2 separate regions of the Rattus norvegicus genome follow, and region 2 is linked to region 1. The links are chromatin contacts, called in public Hi-C maps. All regions are on one chromosome and are shown on one strand. Each heading gives the region's core, a stretch centred on a gene start, on an enhancer-like site or on the middle of the called end of the contact. The rest is flanking DNA. Distances are from core to core; before and after follow the strand shown. Region 1 has its middle 16 kb from the start of Sec61g. Region 2 overlaps Egfr (epidermal growth factor receptor).

The links. A called contact is a pair of places that touch in the nucleus more often than the background predicts.
Region 2: a Hi-C map of liver shows a contact between it and region 1, with 6 times the contacts expected there. The contact joins two enhancer-like sites. A contact is called at or near these places in 3 of 12 Hi-C or Micro-C datasets (liver and psoas muscle).

The regions. Positions count from the first base shown.
Region 1 is chr14:95,133,395-95,137,763 of GRCr8, forward strand. No RefSeq gene overlaps it. Among named protein-coding and RNA genes, the nearest start is that of Sec61g, 16 kb to the left of the region's middle. Within about 2 kb of position 2,992, at least 3 of the 93 cell types and tissues checked have an H3K27ac peak or open chromatin away from gene starts, as enhancers often do. A contact at or near this core is called in liver, where this site is marked.
Region 2 is chr14:95,414,978-95,419,509 of GRCr8, forward strand. All of the region lies in intron 1 of Egfr (epidermal growth factor receptor), which reads left to right. Among named protein-coding and RNA genes, the nearest start is that of Egfr, 39 kb to the left of the region's middle. Within about 2 kb of position 2,529, at least 3 of the 93 cell types and tissues checked have an H3K27ac peak or open chromatin away from gene starts, as enhancers often do. A contact at or near this core is called in liver, where this site is marked.

The DNA.
Region 1 (4,369 bases), core at 1,742-4,241:
CAAGCCAAGAGGAGGGGTACATCTTTTGTCCTCAGAGTATTCTGGTCTGTGCCACATAAAGGGACAGAGCTCATACCCTAACCATCACTGTAGGGACTTAAAGCAGTCAGTAGCAGAGTTCAGCAAAGCCAGACTGATGGACAGTGGCAAGAGAAAAATCCAGAAAAGGACCTTTGGCCTATGCATTTAAAGCCCAATTTCGATGTGATCCCTGTACTAACAGTTGCTCAGCGGCCAAGGCCAGATGATGGAATTAATGATACATTTTACTGTTTGAGTCTCTGGGCTGTGGGGCTTATGGCGCTCCAGGATACAGACTCGGCCTGCTCTGAATATTGTGCATAATTCTTTGAGCTTGTTCCCAAGTGGCTCTGAGGTCTAATTTGCTCTTCTAAAAGATGAAGGAAGCCACATCCTTCTCACGGGATTGTTGGTAAGATTAACAGATGCCCTGTGTAGGTACTGGCACTTAAGGCTTCATTATGCGATTAGCTTGTGTCCCTCGTCTCTTTTGTGGTTACCTGCAATCCTGTGACTAATTCTCTGCTTCTGAGATAAACTCCAGTGGCAAGCCTCCAAGTGAGCTCAGGGCTCTGGTCCCAAAGGTTTATAGGTATGCTCCTCGCAAGCTTTCCTCGTGTTTTCTGTCGTTCTTTTTGAATCGGGATTGAAGACTAAATTCTGCCCATTGCTTTCAGCAACAATAGTTTGCTAAATCTTCCCAAGGGGGAGCCTTTGTATGTCTGCACCCGGTGATAAACTGGAAGGTAAGAACTTCCCAAGGATATCTCAGAATCGCGTGCCTTTCTTAAACATTGGTCTCTAGGGCTTCCAATGTGCATGATTATATGCTAATCTTCATGTCCCAGCCCCTTACATATCTCAGTAGTCACCTGGGCACGGTATTATGTGGTTGCGTACACGAGTCATTAAAATGCCTCTACTCCCTCGGCTACTGTGGATTTTGACCATCCCTGCTAGGCTCGTGTTCCCAAATGTTGGTGCCAGAGGAAGACTGGTGAACTTTTAACACGTGGAGCCTAGAAGAAGGAAGTGAGGTCAGTTACGTGAAAGGCATTATGGGAGCCCATTCTCTTCCTTCGCCTCTGGTTGAATCCTGGCCTTGACATGATCCGCTTTGCTCCATAAACATATTTGTTGAATGATGCACTATCTTATCTCAGGCCTGAAGCCAGCTTATCATAGACCAAAAGTATGAGAAGCAAAACAAAACCATATAAATTGATTCTCTCACATATTTCTTACAATAAAAGGAGAGCAAATGTACTCTGTCCAACGTCATCTATGATTCTTCTTGTTTCCTTCCCCTATCACCCAGCTGGTGGCCAACCGGAAGTTCTAACCCGTCAGCTCCCATACCTTCTCCTGCCTTCAGCACTGCAGCATCCTCCTGTTTGGTTTCTCTCTGTTCATGTACCACTCTACCAGGCTTTTCTCTCCCAGGTCCAGACGTAAACTTTTAAATATGCTGCTGAATCTGGAGTCCTTCACTTTAGCTTCTCCCACAACTTCTTCTTTTTTTTTTTTTTTTCCGGAGCTGAGGACGGAACCCAGGGCCTTGCGCTTGCTAGGCAAGTGCTCTACCACTGAGCTAAATCCCCAACCCCTTCCCACAACTTCTTATTGTGGCTAACTTAAAATCTGTCCCTGTGGACCCTCCCTACTTCCCCTCATTCCCTTTCAGTCACTGTTGTCCCGTTTTTATTTTCTATTTAATACAACGCATCTTCCCACCCAAACCTCTATACTTACTTCTTTCTTTAACTGCCCATTTGTCTTCTCTTATTCCTGACTTAATTTATTTCTGTTTCCTAAATAGAGTTCTCTCTGGTTGTCCTCAATAAAATCATCCCAACTGACCCCAACCTTCTGTAAACTACTGTATGGTTTTGTTTCCTTCACAGCATTTAACGATAATAGAAAATATGCTTATTTGTTTCAGCATGAAGAAGTTGACACAAGATAAAGTTTAGTATTCAAAAGCATTCAGAGAAGAGTATATTTTGCACATGCCCTGACCCCTTTGTTAGTTATTAAAGATTAGTCTACACATATGATGGTCTTAATGCCTTAGCCACAATGCCAGTAAAAACCACTGTCTCAAGGTGTTCTATGCCTATGTAGAAGAAATATCTGTAAAGTACCTGTTTGGAGAAGTGGCTTTGTTGTTTAAAAAAAAAAAAAAAAAAGCACTGTCAAAATCTACAGAGCTTCCAGGGACTAAGCCACTACCTAAAGACTATACATGGACTGACCCTGGACTCTGTCCCCATAGGTAGCAATGAATATCCTAGTAAGAGCACCAGTGGAAGGGGAAGCCCTGGGTCCTGCTAAGACTGAACCCCCAGTGAACTAGACTATGCGGGGAGGGTGGCAATGGGGGGAGGTTTGGGAGGGGAACACCCACAAGGAAGGGGAGGGGGGAGGGTGATGTCTGTCCGGAAACCGGGAAAGGGAATAACACTTGAAATGTATATAAGAAATACTCAAGATAATAAAAAAAAAAAATCTAAACCTTACTCTCATTTATTATTAGCTGAGAGTATCAGGCATAGCCAGTTAGAACAGGAATTGGAAAATATTTGATGAATAAGCAAAAGAGAAATAGAACGAGGAACAAGAAAGGTCATGAGTGGAAAACCAAGTGAAATTTAAAAAGGTTTTACTCGTCTGAAAGTAGGCCTTGGAGCCAGTAGTGAGTGGAACCGGAGTTTCCTGCAAGCCTGTGACTGAAAGAAGCTAAAGGAGGGGTTTTAAGGTTTTCTGTACAGCAATGAAAACTCTCAATCAAGCAAAATTCTTTACCAGCCATACCTCCTTTTTTCCTTTAACTTTTATTTTAAGCAAGTCTTCCACTGAATCTAACAGCACCAATTTGGCTAGGCTGCTTAGTTTGCAAAGCCCCAGGGATCCCTGTCCTTTCCTCCCCCACACTAGAATTAGAGGTATGCTCCATTGCATCAGACTTTTTCATATTGATTTTGGGACTGAACTCCGGTCTTCAGGCCACAATGCCCATGGGCATTGTGCAATGGGTTCTCCATGGTGAGGGGTTCTTCTGAGGCTTCTCCATAGAAGACATGAGAGCCAGGGTGACCAGATTCCCAGTTTTGGAACTGTACTAAGAGACTTGATGTGCGTTGTCTCTTCCATAGCTCTTTGCTATCGGCCAGAGCTTCATGATGTCAGAGGAAGGTGTTAGATTCTTTGAGAGACATGCACAGTTACCCACAGCATGAAGAAAATCTTTATTCTGTCTTGTTTATCTGAAACTAGGATCACAGTATGTTCTGCTTGGTTTTGGCAGCAAGGGTGATAATGAGGTTGTTTCCGCTGTTACAAGGTCAACACTGCTAATGTTCATGGCATCAGGGCCAGTTTTGAACTACTTGTAAATTAAAAAGTAAAAATTACCCAGGGAAAGAGATGAGCTAAATCCGGAAGTGAATGAGTAATATCGCTGGTTGAAAGTACTCATCAAGTACCTGATCTCATGATCAGATTCATATTTGTGTGTGTGTGTGTATCTGTTTTGGATTTCTTGAGACAGGATCTCTCTCTCTCTCTCTCTCTCTCTCTCTCTCTCTCTCTCTCTCTCTCTCTCTCTTGTCTAGGCTGGCCTGGAACTTCTGGTAGTCTTCCTGCTTCTTTCTCCAAAGTATTAGAATCACAGGCTTGAGTATCTACTCTCAAATTCAATTTCATCTTTTGAGGATTTCTCCTTGTAGAATAGGATTTATTCTGGAGTTCCTATTAGGAATCTAATTGCCCTCAAGACACAAGTATAAGTCCCTTGGATAGATGTTATTGACATATAAAAATTGTAAGAATTTAAACTCTAATTTGTAAGAATTTAAAATGTAAAATGTGTAAAAATTTTCAGAGTGTTGAAAACAGTGAAAGGGGCTGGGATGAGAATATGGCTTAGTAAACTCTTGTCTTCCAAGCCTGAAGACCAGAGTTCAATCCCAAAATCAATATTAAAAAACCAGGCACAATGGAGCATACCTATAACCCTAGTGTTAGTTTGCAAACTAAGCAGCCTAGTCAAATTGGTGCCATTAGATTCAGTGGAAGACTTATATTAAAAGAAAAAAAAAGAGGTGTGGAGGATAAAGGTTTTTGCTTGATTAAGAGTTTTTGTTGCTGTACAGAAAATCTTAATTTCATGTAGTCCCATCTGTCGATACTTGAGAGTAGTTTCCCAGCTGTTGACCTTTTGTTCAGAATGCTCTTGTTTGCCCCAGTGTCTTAGGTATTCCCTGTCTTCATCTAGAATGTCAAGCATTTCAGGTTCTAAATCAAAGTTGATCCATTTAGAAGAGATTCTTATTCAAGGTAAAATACC
Region 2 (4,532 bases), core at 1,279-3,778, 280 kb after region 1:
AACCTCGTGCATAGTAGACAGGGACAACCAACTCCTTCAAGATGTCCTCTACACAACCCGTAACACACATGTCCCTCCCAAGAGAGATTAACCAAAACCAAACCAAAACAAAACAAAAAAAAAAAAAAAACAACAAAACAGAACTGTAAGTAACAACACAAAGATAAACATGCCTCTGGGATTTCCTTTCTATGTATGGAACTTCGCAACTAAGATAAATGAAAATTAGCCAAAGGACGAAAGAAATCAAATCAACCATCACCTATCGTCCTTAACCTACCAGACAGAGAGCAACTCAAGTAACATAGTTTTTACAACACCAAAGAAATGAATCTTCTTAAGAATCCTAAGTGTCCGTAAGTGGGTAGAATTTAGGCTGAGGGTTAAAGTACCAAGTACCTCCTTGTGTATGGTGCCAAACTATGGCTGAAAAGACACTTCTACTTGCCGGAGGACATAGAATGCTGCTGTTAGCTCTCCAGTGATTTCTGACCCTGAAGGAAGAGTGAAAAGTTCTCCAGAACCCAGAGGAACTTGATCCTGCAAAGACAAGAGAAAGGGAAGAGTTTGGAGTGAGATTTTTGAAGCATGGATAGACTTCAAGGCACACCAGGGCTTTGGGAATGTCATGTTGGTATTTGAATAAACCAAAATTAGAATAACATTCGGGCATGAAAGGGTTAAACAGTAGAGGAGCCAGGGGACCCACCTCTACACTTTCATCATTTAACCCTTTAATTAAGATCAGAGCCTTGGGAATACTTTGAAGAATAATTAGCCACTGCTCATTCAATCGCATGATATTTTTTTCCTTTCATCATCTATCATTTGCATGGAAAAGTGTGCCCTGCCTTTTCAAATATAATTTTGTGCGTTCGCCTCCATTGTATCTGTGCCACTGGCATCACATTTGATTAGCAGGCAGAGACCCACGTATTATTGTCCTTTCCCATGACCGTTTTGCATGGAAGGGGCTTCATCTGGAGTCTCAGCTTCCTCCTTTCTTGCCCCCAGCTCTTTGAAAGATCAGAAACCGACTGTTGGCATTTCTGAAAGGCTGCTTCAAGTGGCAAGCTGTGCTCTCAGCTTAGAATTATGCTTTCAGTAGGGTTTGCCATACCCTTGCTGCATAGGCCAGATGAGCTTGACCACATTCTCGGTGCTCGCCTCATGCCAAGCATCATACCGCAGGCACTGTTTCTCCATTTTAGTGTTTGCCATTAGCTTGGAGAGCGGCATCCTGGATCCTTTAAATAGGGAGAAAGCCTGGGAGGACCACAAATGTGAAATAGTATCTCAACCAGTTCAAAAACTGCCAGTTCAAGCCCAGGGTTGGATGTTTCTGAAGCCTGTTTGCTCCGCAACACCACATGGCGTTTCCGTTTTTTCCATTTGAGATACAAATCAAACTAACAGATGGGGGTGAAGTTACAAAAAAATAAGAGAAATGAAGAAATCTATGCCCGGAAGCAAGAATATCTAACCCTCATTACCCTGGCTCCAATTTTACCTCTTGTAATTTCCCTGTTTTTCTGCCTTTTGGTTCGTTTTCTCTCCCCCGAGTTTCCTGTTTGAATCCTCTTCCCTGGGAAAGCCATTTGGTTCTAGTCTTTTATTTCACTCTGGCCCATCATTTAGGTAGAACCACATGTGTTGATGTGATTGAAATGGTAGAGACGTTTTTAGACAGAGGTAGAATTGTGGGAGGACGAGATGAAAAGGCCAGGTGTGGGAGAAGAAATCTAATGAGCCGAAATGGGATTTTTAAGTGAATGCTAAATGTACAAGTCAGAAAACAGCCTTGCTCTCGTGAGAGCCTCCTGAAGTGTTTTAGCATAAACATATACAAAAGTCACAGCTGACCTAGATCCAACCACCATGCGATCTCCTAGGCTGCAAGGCCAGTGGAAAGGGCATCAGAAGCCCAAGAGGAAATGTCTCTCTCCGTGCTGGAATTGTTCAGTGAGAGGAGGGGATGGGGTTAGTGATTTACAAAGAGGAGTTTACTCCTAGACATAAAGGAATGTAGAGGAGCCTCTGCCTCAATACAGGAGGAGCACCCTAGATTCTACATTTCACATGCCTTCTTCCTAAACTGAAAAGAAAGCTAAGATCACGCTAACTCTTGATAGTAACACATTTGTGTTGACCTTTCACCTCCTCATGCAGCTCTTGGGTAGTAAAATTCTAATAGGAAAATTTGCATCAAGTTTTGTCAGACCTTTTAGCTGAACGGATGCCTTTTTATGATACCCAGAAAAAAATAATGCCTCTTCTATGGGTGAATTTCTAATACGGTTCTTGGGTCCTGTTAGCCAAATAGAATTTTAACTCACAACACTTGTGCCATGTTCCAGTTATGCAACCGTTGCTGTTGTGTCCATCCATGGAGAATAATTAACAGAGCAGCCATTTCCGATTTCACTGATCTCGACCTGGATGGTTTTACGGGACATCCTGTGTTGCTTTGTTATATTGGACGTGCAGGCAGAGAGCACGCTGGGTCTTCTCGGAATCCATTCTCCCACTCAGGAGGTACATGAAGAAACACTCATAGACTGTGGGTAAACTTGGTCTAAAGGGGACTCTGTAGAATGTGTGTACTTGTTTTCTTACTTTGTCCTCTGAACTCAAAATCAATGCTCAGCCTTTGTGTAAGTCATGGTGACCAGCAACTCTTATTTTCCACAGTAGTTGAAAAATGCCTGGGAGGTGCATGAAGACACCGTGAGGCAATTATACCACAGCAAGACAAAGACTGCTTAATGGCTTAACTGTGTCTTTTCACCCAGCGATCTCAGCCTACTGACATATAGAAAGTCTAACACAGGATATAAAAAGAAAATCCACACAGAGAGAAAGTAGATGGAAATTTAATGGTTCTTATCATCCATGTAATGGCAGGCAATTCACAAACCAAAGCCCAGAAGATGAACGTGTTCCACCATTCTTCAGCAAGGCAGCCTCCTGCGGGCTCCTTTTGGGCTCCTGGGAAAGGTCCACCTGGCGAGCCACCCTGCAGCCACAGCTAATGAAGCCTGAGGGATGGAGTGAAAGTAATCACCTCAATAAACACTCACCTGGGCGTCCAGGTGTCCACCTGAGTCAGACCGAAAGCGACTTTGTTTTTTTGCTGATTGCACGTTCCTGAGAAGTAGAAGGGTCTGAAGTAGACGGGAGTTCCCTGTACTTTCTGGAAAATGTAACTGGAATGTTTTAGATTTCCTGGAGAATCTTGCTGAATTCTGGGTGTTAATGTAGAACCTCAGGTGTTGTAAGTGAATTCCTTCCAGGGAAGAGAGAAGTAGCCAAAGAGTGTTAGCTAGTGACTCACCAACCCTGTGGAAATTCTCTGGGCCAGTTAATTGCACTGGGTGACACTAAAGAGTTAATGAGCTTCCAAAGCCTCTAATTTATCAATCCCAAGGAAACATTCACTCCCAGATCAGAGTGGCTACTAACACATTTGTATCTTTAGAAAGACGGGTTACATTTTATATTAAGAGTACAAAGAATGAGTTAGAAAGTTACTAGAGACTGACAGTGTTCCTCATTTTGATACACTGATTAAAGCACCGATTTTGAAACTATTTTCAAATGGAAGCGGACAGTAGAGTAAGGAAGCGGCTTGGTGGATAACTGATCTCTAGTGGAGAACACACCTCTAGAGGCATCAAGCAAGCCAGAGAATTGGGGGGATGGATTATCCCGTAGGGAAACACGGGTGTTTGCTGCTTCTTCTCCTGAGGACCAGCATGCACTTCTTCACCAGCATGGCTCATGGTGAGGAAAACACAGGGACAGCACAGTAAATTATAGCTTCTAACCAAACGAAGCTGAGTCACCCAGCGTTTGTCAAGGTAGAACTATTTTTCTGCCCCACATTCCTTTTACTCTTCTTGTTACAGCTTCAGGGCAGGGGGGTGTGTCAGTGTATGTGACACCTGCCTCCATGCGTCATGAGAAGGACAATCTCCAAAAGGCAGGAGAGTTCTGGAGTGTAAATGGTTTTCCCCCTACCAGTGACTAGAGGGCTAAAGTCCAATTCAGAGGGATATCTGTGCAAGCTGGTAAAAGCGTCTCCATGGACATGGGGCTGCAGTGTCCTGTATATCAGTCAACCTGATTTCCTCTCTTTTGCTCAGGACTTCACCAGCTGATCGTATTGTCTTCATCGGTAACGTAGCACTTGCAAATAACCATAGCCTAGACTGAATTCTGTGTTTAAGGTAACCATAGACCCGACTCTGAAGAATTACTACTGTGTCCACAACATTGTGGCATTGAATATCAAATTGGTCCCTTGCTGGTCTATTATTTTCAGACTTACTAAATGAAAATAAATACATTCTGGGAAACGTGCTTTGGCCGCTTATTACAGGCAAACGGTACTTACCTGGAGATATTGAATCCTTCCTGGAAAAGGAAGGCCATCAACCTTCCACCACACAAATCTTGTTTCCAAGTCAATAAAATTTAAAATCGGGACTGGCAAGAACTAGTTCAGAGCACACAGCAATTGATTGCCTTCC